2 separate regions of the Bicyclus anynana genome follow, and region 1 is linked to region 2. Evidence: chromatin contacts called from public Hi-C data. All regions are on one chromosome and are shown on one strand. Each heading gives the region's core, a stretch centred on a gene start, on an enhancer-like site or on the middle of the called end of the contact. The rest is flanking DNA. Distances are from core to core; before and after follow the strand shown. Region 1 holds the start of LOC112051097 (V-type proton ATPase subunit d). Region 2 holds the start of LOC112050051 (transmembrane 9 superfamily member 4).

Region 1 (6,577 bases), core at 447-2,946, 260 kb before region 2:
ATTAAATACTTGCTATAGACACAGCAACAATAATTTATAAATAAGATATTAAAAGAATTTTTATATATTAAGAGGTTATTCAATTGCTACAGTAATATATGAATGAACAAATTTTTGATAATTCTTAGTAATATATAAATTATTTACACTGCAAATAAGGTAATTCTTCATGTTAGAATTCTTTAGAATATGGGAATGTAGTTGTCAATCTTGGCTCGGTGTTTCTGAGCGACACACTCACTGATCCACACGATGTTCCGACATTCCTGTTCCTTCAGCTTGAGATATGAATAGAATACTCCAAAATGAAACTGTTGTAGAAATGCATTGACATTCAGGGTCACCTATAGGGAAAAAAATCAAATTAACACAGTTTTATTTATAAATGTACCTTTACTGTTTTTATCATTACATTGACAATTTCAGTTATTTTAAATTATATCATACCTCATGTTCAAAGAATTTGTCCTCGAGAGTTTTGTCGCCAACATTGTTGCCAGCACCTTCAAACAGTGCAGCATATTCGGCATAATATTCAGCCACTGCCTTCACCTGCTCATAGTCATCAGCACGTGCTAGTGCTGCCAATCCGTCGGGATTCAATTTGCCACAGCGAGGGTATAGCTTGGCACGATCATCCTTTGACAGCTCAGTGCCAAAAGAGTTGATAGTAATAATGATAGCACGGCGATCAGCTTCAAACTGAAAAAAACATAACTCTCAAAATAGTATTGCATGTTTAGTTTAAAATAAAAATTACTGATAAACTTCAAAAACTTACAGCTAGAATTTCACACATAACATCTGCTGTTGTTCCCCCAATCAGCTTGCAAAATTCATAAAAAGCTTCCAAGTAAGCCTTGTACAGGGTGTTACGAATGATCTCAATATTCATTTCATCCAAATCTTGTTCACTGATACAATCAACGAAAAATGGTGCCAGTGGAGTGTCAACTAGCACAGCATTGTATAGCTCAGCCGGAGTAGCAGCCACGTGTATGGCTTCCATCTGTTCAAAAGAGCCCAGTGGATGACACTTGGGGATAAGCTCTGAAATGGGCCTCTGGTGAAGGGTCCCAGTAATCAAAAGGATGATGTTATCAATCATGTAGCTGTATGTGATGAAATCCAAGAATGTTGACATTGGTTCTACCGAGTGATTCCTCAGATGTTGGAACTCAATGACCAACTTTTCCCGTAGTTTATCATCAATAGTCGACACAGAGAGAGGGCTGGGTTCATTTGCAAGAAAAGTGCCGTAGTCTGTTCCTTGTAAGTGCAGTTTCAAATCTGAAAATGAAAATATAAAAAGTGAGCTGGGCGGTGGTTGATGTTCCAAATAACCACTTCACCAGCCTCCAGTGGTCAAGGTCATTTAGAAACGCTTTTTGTACCTGGTGAGAGGATTGATCATTAAAAATTATGCTTTGGAAATAAAAATTACGACGAGTTACCTTCTAAAGTTTCGCATTGTACTAAATTCAAGTAGTCCGACTGTTTCAGGATACCACACTTAAATCCACGGCACAACCCCTCTAAGTACCCAGCATCAATATTAAAAATGCACCCTTTCATTTTTGTAAACCTCTATTTAGGTAAGAATTTAATCTAATAACTAATTTTTCTACAACAATCAAAAGAATGGAATACTAAGATGGAATCAATAGATCATAGAGTTCATTGATCATATGATACTTTCATAGACAAGAATGACATTCCATTAAATAGTGTTGCTACTGCTGGAACCTTTGACAAAGGCTGACATACTAAATATTTCGCAGCTCTCTGCTCTATTAATCTGTGTGTCTATCTCTATGGTTTTGTAATTTGTTTGGGTTTTTGGTTTTTGGATTCGGTTTGTGTGTGATTGTAATTATTTTTTAATTATTATTTTAAAATTGAGAAAAGATACGTTTGAATTCGAATGATAAAATGTTGCAAATGAGAATAAAAAATACTTTAAAGCTATTACACTTCCGAGGTAAAAACAACAACATGGATATCATTTCGAATATGCAATTTTTAAATTACCAGGTGTATTATTTAATAGTAAACCATTCAATGCCCAAGTCCAACCGTAGATGTATAATTTTCATGAAATGGTGATTACGTGGAGAGTAATTTGTATTTGAAATTATATTTCATTTCAGTAACATTTGCTAATAGGTTGGATACAAATAAATACTCACAAAAATCGACTACCGAGGCTGAAGAAGTACCACTGAAAGGCGAATCCAAAAGAATGACGGAGTTTAAAAAGAAATTAAGAGAAACTACACCAATTAATGATTTGGGTGAACAAGCAGAAATGAGGCCACCTAAGGAAGATCCACTGCCACCATGGCCTAATGAGACAAATCCTAACACAGGAGAAGTGGGTGGTCCCCGAGGACTAGAGCCGACAAGATATGGAGATTGGGAAAGAAAAGGAAGAGTAACAGATTTTTAAAAATTAGTAAAATAAATAATAATATAGAACTTTGATTTTGTTGTAGACTATAAATTTAAAGTGGCTGTGCATACTGTAGGTTACTAGTTACTATTTTTATTTTCAATGAATAAATTACAATAATTTAAATGCTTGAACTTTTATTGAGTACTAGATTTCCCAACAGTTTTAGGCATTTTCTTATTAGTTGAATCTTCTAGTTCTTTAGCCTTGTAGTAATGTGGTGCCACTTCTAGAAGCCACTTGCTTTCTATTTCTGTAACTTGTCTCATAAACTCCTTGGAGGTAAATACAAGCTCATGGTAGATTACCCATCTAGGTAACTCTTCAAATAAGGCACTGTTTGGATGAATCATAACAGTCTGAAATTAAAAAGATAATAAATATTTATCTTTAAATTACTTGTAAACAAATATGTCATATTTACTATAAAATATATAGTAGATATGTGTTAACATAGTATTAAGTGCTGGTGCTGCAATCAGCTGTATAGACTTTGGTCAACACTGTGTGGGTACAACAATAGTTGTTGGTCTTGAACCCACAACCTCAACCCATCTTAGCGTTGAGCCCAGTTAACCAAAGAGCTAATGAGGTTTTAAGTTATCTGGTCACCTGATATGCTGATTTGATCAACACTTTTATTTAGCATAACAAATTAAGTACACTTAACACTCTCAGGTCAGAGTTAATTGTGTGTTATGTAAAATGCCATAATAGGGCATATTCCAAATGAGATTGCTCAGCCAAATTATTGTTTGAGACTATGATTAGTCAGCTAAGATTAAGCCAATATTATATGTACAAAAGGTTTTTTATTGATCCATCAGCAAGTATCTGTGAGCCTTATCTATCATCTTGCTCACCTACCATTGCATAAACACAGAACAAGTAAGGAAAATTAACATCAGTTACCTTCCACCTACATAATGATGCTGCTTGCCAGTAATACTTCCCCAGGTGTACACTATGGCATTAAAATATACTACTGCTTATTTGTTTCATTGGAATTATATATGTATACTGTTCATCATCATTAGCAGCTGATGGACATCCACTGCTAGACATAGGCCTCTTGCATGTACTTCCAAACAAAAAGATCTTGAGATACCAGCATTTAGCAGCTATTATTATACAGGGTGCTCTGGAGTATTTCCCATAACTTCAAGGTGTTGACGAGTCCACATAAAGGAGCCAAATTGCACAACTAATATTTCTTAACTAAAAAATATTTTTTTTTACATTTTCATACAAAGTACTCCTTTATCTATCCATGTATTAAAATACGTAAAACACGTCATAATTATAAGGATGCCTTTATGGGATGTATTTCAAGATCTATTTACAAAAGAAATACTCTCCAGCAAAATGTACAGCATATTGTTAATATAATTAAAATGTAAGAACTTACTTGATTATGTTTTACAGTTTTATAATGTCCCCCTTTAGAGAATTTGGCGATGTGATAAAAATAGCCTGCTGTGATAGCTTTGCGGATATTTGTGTCATCTGCTATACTTGATACCATTTCAATTTCTACTCTTTCCATAAGACCCACTAATTGTTCTCGCACATCACGAGCTCTCTTCATAGACCTGTATTGTATAAAATTTTCATAACACCATTGTATAGAATAATCTGAATCAACCCATTGGTTATATACATTCATCAATGTTAAATGATCACCATGTCTATGGAAAAAGTTTTTTCTTGCAGTGTCAGCATGAATAATTTTGTCTTTTGGTCTGTAGAAGACTGAGCTGTTCACTGATAACATAGCCGCAATAGAAACTATTTCTTCTGAACATTTGTATCTGTAAATAAATATTTAAAATTTAAAGACATCTATTAATAGACATATACAAGTAATCATGTAAATTTATTCATTTTATTTTTTATACTAAAAATGTAACTTACTTTTCACTTGCTAAAAGCATTTTTGCTAACATAGGATCTGTAGGAAACTCAGCCATTCTTCTCCCAGCTTTGGTCAATTCTCCATGGTGGTTAAGTGCACCAAGTGCATACAATTGCTCTAATGCAAGGACTAAAGTTTCATGAGGAGGGGGATCCAGAAAATCAAAGTGTATAAGATCATTGATACCTAAAGCTTTCAGTGTAAGCACAGCATTTCCTAGATTAATTCTTTGAATTTCCGGTACAGTGTTGTCTTCTAGTTCATACTTATATGCCCATGCTGTGTAAAGTCTGAAACATTTACCTGGAGCAACTCTGCCAGCTCTACCAGCTCTTTGATTCGCTGATGCTTTAGAAATTGGGACCACCATTAAACTTTCCATACCAGTTTTGGAATTAAAATTATTTTGTTTAGCAAACCCTGGATCAATAACATAAATAATATTGTCTATAGTAAGTGATGTTTCAGCAATGTTGGTAGCAAGTACTACTTTACGAGCTCCTTCAGGAGTGGGCTCAAATATTTTAGCCTGCATATCACTTGGTAGATTTGCATAAACAGGTAGTATAACGAGTTCCTTTAATTTTTTGCCTATTCTCTTTGTTCTGTCTTGTAACATTTCAACACATGTTTCTATTTCCTCTTGACCAGTTAGGAAAACTAGAACATCACCAAGTGGCTGTGTGGCATGTATTTGTAATACTGTTACTACACAAGCATCTATATAGTCTGCTTCTGGTGCTTTTGTATAATACATATCAACAGGGAATCTTCTACCAGGAATTCTAAAAATTGGGGCATCATCAAAAAATGTAGAAAATTTTTCAGCATCCAATGTAGCACTTGAAATAAGTAATTTTAAATCTGGTCTGAACCTTGTAATGTCTTTTACTAGACCAAACAAAATGTCTGTATGTAAAGTTCGTTCATGAGCTTCGTCAATAATCATAACACTATAGGATGCTAAATCTGGTTCTGATAAAAACTCTCTGTGTAGTGTACCGTCTGTCATGTATTTGATTACAGTTCTGTCAGATGTGCAATCTTCAAACCTTATACTGTAGCCAACTTCATTGCCCAGTTTAATATTCATTTCCTGAGCTACTCTGGCTGCAACTGACATAGCAGCCACTCTTCTTGGTTGAGTGCATCCAATTTTTTTACCATCATCAGTGAATCCAGCTTCATACAAATACTGTGGTATCTGTGTAGTTTTGCCTGAACCAGTTTCCCCTTCAACTATAAGTATTTGATAATTTTTAATTGCTTCAATCAATGCTTCCCTAAAAGGATACACAGGTAAGGACTTTTTTGTTTCTTCTATAGTTAGTCTAGCCTTTTGGTATTCTGATATTTTTTCTTCTTCCTGTTTTTCTTTATTGCCTTCTAACTGAAGGGCTTGAATGAAATCAATCTGTTCATCTAACAATAATTCATATTCTTCTTGAGCTTTGGCATCTTTTGCACCAAATTTGAAAAAGGCAGATTTAATTTGTTCTTGTTCCCATTTTCTTTGCTCAGAGTGTGGTAACTTTTCATTTTCATCAACTTCTACATACTCTCCTAAAATTAAATTTGTAATTAGTAAAGCTTACTATAAGAAAATCTTTTTATTCATATACATCATATTATTTAAGTTACCATCTTATTTACATAAAGTTAGATTACCTTTTTCACCTTTCCCAAGATCCTGTGGCATGTGATACCTCTGCACATTTTCCAATTCACGTGCTTTTTCATGTTCTTTAGCCAATTGTAATATTGTTTTCTTGTGTTCCCTGTCTCGCTTTTCTTTTTCTGTCAATCTTAAACATAATTTTTGATTATATTTTTCAGCTAAAGCCTGGATATAACATCTATAGATGGATAATCTACATAATTATCAATGTATGTATTTCTGGAGAACATGAATGAACATGAACTGTCGAGACCAGAAATGTCAGTCTTTAGTACCTACAACTATTACTAGTGGGATACTTATTTATTTAGACAAATCAACTTGAGAATGAAATCTATATATTATAATAGAAAGTCGGGTTTGTTACAACACTTATAACTCGAGATCTGCTGGACCGATTTTCATGGTTTTTGATTAGTTGGGTTTGTCTCTGCCAAGAATACCAGAATACATCTTAAAAATAATAAAAACTCGACAAATAAAGATTTAGGGATAGGGAAGAAGTGCACATAAGTCAAAGCGAAGCTTGACC
Region 2 (6,469 bases), core at 524-3,023:
TTAGACTCATATGATAGCAGATTATATTTATGTATCAAGAACTGGGATTAACAATGTTACTTGTGTTTCTATAGAAATGGTTCTGTAGTCAAGTAAATAAGATAACTAGAAAAGGCCAGCTGTTATGTCAATTATAAAACTGCATACTTAGAGTAAACCAAACAATATATGACTAATAAACTGGCTGGTTAATGTGGTTATATAGTTAATAATTAATTTTAAATTGATTAAATAATAATTCAAAGGAGTAACATAAGACATGGTATATGCGTTGAAAATAAAACTTTTACCGCGATTTAAATTAAAAGAATTTACTATTTACTGTCATAAAATGGAAAATAAATATAGACATACCTGAACCATGTTGATAAATTAAAGCAACTTGAAAGTTAAATAACCTCAATATTTTGTTTACTTATGAATATAGAAAAAATATTTCAATCTCGAATTGTGTGATCGCTTAGTAACATTCCACATACGAATGCCTGGAGAAATAGTTCAATAAAGTAAAATCATTCTTGCAAAAAATAAAACAAAACACCGAAAGACTGGAAAACGGGATGAAACCACAGATCACACAGACTGTAACACAACACAAGGAAGTCAAGGAGAACATATTTCACAGATGACGGAGCGGAGTATTAGTGTTCTGTGATGAAGACAGAAAGATTACAAACAAATGAAACCATAGACTATAGAGCATCAGCACAGCAGAGCCACAGATCCATATAGGCTACTTGCCTCTTTTGTAAACAGTGTTTATACTGAACTGAACTATGGAAGTATAAGCTTTAATTTATTTTGTCCCGTCAATAATAACCAGTAAAAAATTTAATATAAATGGAAAAATATCTACGTAAAATATTTGCCGCCGAAACACAACACATTAGCAAGTGACATCATTCATAGAGATAACAGCGTGATTGGCGTTCACAAACCAATGCCTTTTAGCGAATGACGTCAGAGTTTGTGATTGTCGTTTGCGGTGACGTGATGAAATTACAATTTTGTTTTAGAAAAATATTGCAATTACGAGATTAGATTAGAGTTTCGAAGCATTTAAACTGCCTATAAGCAAAAAATGTTCTTAGTTTTATACAGCAGGCGAGTGGCCTATTACAGGAACTTATTTCACACCTATGCCCTTAGATACATAGAGCAAAAAAACACAATTTAACCAAAGAGTACATTAAGTAAATGGGCACAGAACAGTGAACACTGCAATGGCATATTTTTCATTACTTACTTACGCGTACTTTTAGGACTAATAATGTTCTGTGCGTACTTTCCACAAACGATGACAACGATAACGCTCACGACTACACTTTTTTTTGGATCTAGCAACCTATTGCTACGCGAGCTTTGCAATCATGAATTCATATGGAATCGATATCATGGAGCGTTTTGATCGTTGGTGTAAATAATACCAAACAGCAATGTCAAAAAGGATTTCTTTTTTGAAGCCATTTTTTAAAAAACTTTCATTTTATAAACTCGATTAAACATTAGAAAATACCACTTACCATTTGATGTATACCATGTAATTGTCAAGTTTATGATTGCAACGCTCGCAAGCAAGTGAAACGGAAAAATCTGTAGTTGTGAGCGTGATCGTTTGGGTCGATAAGTAGAATGTAGCCTAGGCACATGCTGCTGTGTAGATAGATACCCAAAAGCTAAGAAAAAGAATTATCCCTCCACGCCCAAAAGAGTAAGAATTTAAAACCGCAAAAGTCTATCTGTGCTACAGTTCTGAGTTCATGTCATTGTCAAGTCAATCAAGTGTCAAACTGTCAATTGGTGTCAATAAAATTAAAATCTACTGTTCTCTGCCATTTACCATTTTAAAATTCTGCTTTAGCAAACATATTACTATGTTTGCCTATTTTTTGTTTGATTTTATATAAAGGACTAGTCAAATATGTTTTCAGTAAGTATATAACAGTATAAATTCTTTTATTGGCTACCCAAGGGAGTTAACTGCTAATTATATACTTCTTCAGTTTTCTTTTCAGATTCAATCAATATTCTTTATAGTGAATTTAATCATCTGCAGCTATGGTTTCTACGTACCTGGTGTTGCGCCGGTTGAGTATAGAAAAGGGCAAAGAATTGAAGTTAGAGCTGTTAAAATGACGAGTATACATACGCAGCTGCCGTACGAATATTACTCATTACCACTCTGTATACCAAAGAATGGAACCTTCCAGTACAAATCTGAGAATTTGGGCGAAGTATTACGAGGTGATCGCATTGTAAACACTCCATATGAGATACATATGGCTGAAAACATTAAATGCAAACTCTTGTGCCATAAACAAAATAACCCAATGAATTGGAACCCAGATGAATCTGATAAAGTTGCAAGTCGCATTGAACATGAATACTTTGTCCATTTGTAAGTTTTATAACCATTTTGAAATACTCATTAACTTTTCCTAAATATATATTTTGCTGGTGATAATGCATTATCCAGTGTATTGTGTGTATGAATGTGTACTTTTAATTTCAGGTTAGTGGATAACTTACCTGTGGCAACTAAAATTGTAAACACAGATACTTCAGAACACAGTATTGAACAAGGTTACCGTCTAGGATTCATGTCTAAGGGCAAAGCATATATAAATAATCACTTAAAGTTACTACTTAAATATCACAAACATAGCCAGTAAGTATTCACTTTTTATTATAAAACCTTCATAATTTATTATTTTATAATCCAATAAATACCTATTAAGAGTATTAATTATTATTGCATATACAAAAAAATATATAATACAATAGAAAAAAATATTTGTTAGCACAACAGAAAACTACAGAATAACTTAAAATATACATTAATTCTTAATATTATTTAATGTTTACCTTTGTAATTTTGTTGTGGCAATAAAATGGATCTGATTTATATAATGTGGTTGTGAGTACATCAATACCCACAATGCTGGTAAATTAGGGCTTGATGCCCTAATTTACCCCCTGAATAGGTGGGGGATGTTGTTCCAACAGTTTCTTGACAAGGTTTTTATTTGTCACATAATGCTGCAGATCTGTGTTGTGTTTTTATTCGTTTTTCTCTCATTTAATTCATTATCTTTTATTCTTTACATTTTTAACAATGTTAAATATAACATAAAACACTATTGAAAAATTATAAAAAAAATTAAATTAAATTTTGTAATTTTAACATAATGTGTATACTATACTGTCTATATTATGACTGCTCCTAGACTAGGCAAAAATTTAAAGAATCATTTGTATTTTACAGAGATTCATATAGAGTTGTTGGCTTTGAAGTGGAGACATATTCAGTAGACAAAAATGAATTGACATTTGCTGATGATTCATGCAGCTTTCCAACAGAATCGAGGCCACAGCTTGTTAATGAAGACACAGGAACAAAGTTATACTTTACATATTCTGTTGAGTGGGGGGAGTCGGACATTGAATGGGCGTCCAGATGGGATATTTATTTGGGCATGAAAGATGTACAAATACACTGGTTCTCTATTGTTAACTCAATAGTTGTACTTTTCTTTCTATCAGGTTTGTATTTGTTATACTACTCTCTTTACAATTGTTTTGGTATTCTTTGTGCTGGTTTCCTAAAAAAACATGAGTGAAAATGCAAGGCAAGGCTTCTAATCATAACAGCAATAAAATTAATGGTGCACTTTGCAACTGCAAGACACTAAGAAGCAGTGGAAAAGTTTGGAATATAGTTGTGGGTAACCTGAAGAAAACAAAATTCATACTGCATGTCAGGATTTCTCATATTCATACCTACTGTATACAATAATGAATATGTATGGATTTTTAAATGGTAACCCGACAGGAATCAATTTGTATAGACTCTTCACCGCTGCTAAGAAGTGAATATTATTTTCTTTTCTTGAATGGCGGCATGATAAAACTACTAAAATTTTACTATTTCATTGTTTGGTTTAAAATTAAAACATACAATATAAACTAATACATTGTTTCCAGGCATTCTAACTATGATCATGGTCCGTACACTTAGAAGAGACATTGCTAGATATAATTCAGATGAAAATATTGAAGATATGATTGAAGAAACAGGCTGGAAACTAGTACATGGTGATGTTTTTAGGCCCCCACCAAAGCGAATGCTGTTTGCTGCTGTTATAGGGAGTGGCATTCAAATTTTCCTTATGTCTCTGATAACTATTGGTAAGTGGATTGAATTAATTTTGTGTTGAAAACTAATATTACTAAAGATGCCCATAAAGTAGGGCATTTCAAGTTGTATCTCCTAAAGAAATAATAATGTAATATTACTTACGCCATTGTATGTCTGCAACTTACCATAATTTGCTGACAATATTGGTAATTAAGTTGTATTTTTGTATATGAGAATTTTAGCAAAAAATCAGGTTGTTACTATTTTATTATTAAATTTTGTTATTTTTAACAGGACCTTTAAGAGTCCTCTATTCTGCAGTACAGTCACAGGGTGGCATGTCATTTGAATTTACAATTATTTATTCTATGTAGATCAATTTTTTTTTTTTTTTTTTAGTTTTATAGATTTTGGTAGTTAGTGATGGACTGGGTAAAAACTATTTAACTTTTTTTCATATTATGAAATTTTTCATAGTCTTATTTTGTTGACCCCTCTATACTAATACTATATTTAAAAAAAAAAGTTAATTTTAAAAGTTAAGTTTATGATTTCAAAAATTATCTGAAAAGTGCAAACAGTCTACTTTCATGGTACTAGTTTCATAGCAAAATGATGTGAGTATAAGTAAATTTAGAGCTATGATAGGCCAGTAACCTCTGCTCCCCTAACATTTAACCCAAATTTTTGAGTTTTTAGTTGGCGCCCCTAATGAACTATGACATGTCAATTAACGGCAAACGTCAAATCGACTATTGCATTGAAAACGTCATGAATTACCATGGCCATTATTACCCAATTACCCTTATTATTGTTTTTGGATTTTTTGGGAGAGAATGAATATTATTTCGAAAGAATTAAAGTAAATTCACAGATATTCATGAATATTATTTCGAAAGAATAAAAGTAAATTCATAGATATGTGTACTAAAAAATTGTTACAAAAAATATTTTCTTTTATTTCTGCAAGGGTACAATGACTGATCCTGGGCTCAATACAATTTTGGACCATCTCCTGTAAGCTTTGTTTTCTATTTACAGTGATTGCCATGCTCGGAATGTTGTCACCAGCTAGCCGTGGGGCTCTAATGACCGCTGCAATATTTCTCTATGTTTTTATGGGTCTCATAGCTGGATATTACTCAGCGCGCCTATATAACACACTGAAAGGAAAGCAATGGAAGCAGGCGGCATTTTTAACTGCTACACTTTATCCGGCAATTGTATTTGGGACCTGTTTCTTTTTGAACTTTTTCATCATGGGCAAACATTCGAGTGGTGCAGTTCCATTCTCAACTATGATGGCTCTACTGTGTTTATGGTTTTGCATATCGTTGCCCTTAGTGTATTTAGGCTATTACTTTGGATGTCGGAAACAGCCTTTTCAACACCCTGTAAGAACAAATTTTATACCAAGAAAAGTACCTGAACAAATTTGGTATATGAACACATATGTATGGTAAGATTATTTTAAAGTATTTCCAAGAAATAGGCTAGTTGACACTGTTTTTAAATGGTCTTAAATAGTTCATTATCGTTCTACTAGACTGAGATTTTTTTTTCATATTTTTTGAGACATGATTACATGAAAATTTTATATTTTAAATAGGTATGTTATTGACAATACGAGCCAAAACGCCTGTCGGACATGAAAAAAAAAAATATTAGTTAAAATTTGTTCGTCGTTAGTACCTACATCAAGCGTGTTAGTGACGTCACAATGGACGACACGTCAATGACGTTTGGAAAATTTGAAAAAAATACTTGATATTTAAATGAAGTTTTATACTACATGAAATTAATATTGTTTATATTAAATTTGATGAGTCAACTACCCTATTAAATGTTTAAAATGAAATATAGTCATGGCTTGTTTGTGGTTACCAAATTTGTGTTTACATCTGCTTGCAAATAAGGTTTTACTGTAATAGTAAAACTGTATAATATTGTCATATGATTTGAGAAATGTTTTGAAATTGATATTAACATTACGATTTCAGCATTCTGATGGCTGGTATACTTCCGTTTGGAGCTGTATTTATAGAGCTTTTCTTTATATTCAATGCTCTATGGGAAAACCAATTTTATTATCTGTTTGGGTTTCTGTTTTTAGTGTTTTGTATATTGGTTATATCAGTATCACAGATTTCCATTGTTATGGTGTATTTTCAACTTTGTGGTGAGGTATGAGAGTATAATATTCACCGAGTTATAATACTCGTCCATAGACATGATGTTTTAATTTGAATATAATATTTTTAGGATTATCACTGGTGGTGGAAAAGCTTCATAATATCTGGAGGATCTGCTGTGTATATTCTAATTTATTCA

Evidence for each region. A called contact is a pair of places that touch in the nucleus more often than the background predicts.
Region 1: a Hi-C map of whole larva shows a contact between it and region 2, with 6 times the contacts expected there. The contact joins the promoter of LOC112051097 here to the promoter of LOC112050051 in region 2. A contact is called at or near these places in 2 of 2 Hi-C or Micro-C datasets (whole body and whole larva).

Annotation. Positions count from the first base shown.
Region 1 is chr3:7,718,990-7,725,566 of ilBicAnyn1.1, reverse strand. LOC112051097 (V-type proton ATPase subunit d) reads right to left here and starts at 1,696. Exons shown (of 4, transcript XM_024089578.2): 1 at 1,455-1,696; 2 at 782-1,290; 3 at 448-702; 4 at 1-344. The coding sequence starts at 1,575. The coding sequence ends at 183. LOC112051095 (pre-mRNA-splicing factor ATP-dependent RNA helicase DHX16) reads right to left here. Exons shown (of 5, transcript XM_024089576.2): 2 at 6,036-6,172; 3 at 4,367-5,930; 4 at 3,861-4,263; 5 at 2,573-2,811. The coding sequence ends at 2,590.
Region 2 is chr3:7,463,109-7,469,577 of ilBicAnyn1.1, reverse strand. It overlaps LOC112050051 (transmembrane 9 superfamily member 4), which reads left to right and starts at 1,773. Exons shown (of 9, transcript XM_024088176.2): 1 at 1,773-1,930; 2 at 2,004-2,398; 3 at 2,513-2,668; 4 at 3,266-3,543; 5 at 3,985-4,188; 6 at 5,180-5,597; 7 at 6,139-6,322; 8 at 6,401-6,469. The coding sequence starts at 1,922. LOC112050058 (neuroguidin) reads right to left here and starts at 599. Exons shown (of 2, transcript XM_024088186.2): 1 at 355-599. The coding sequence starts at 363.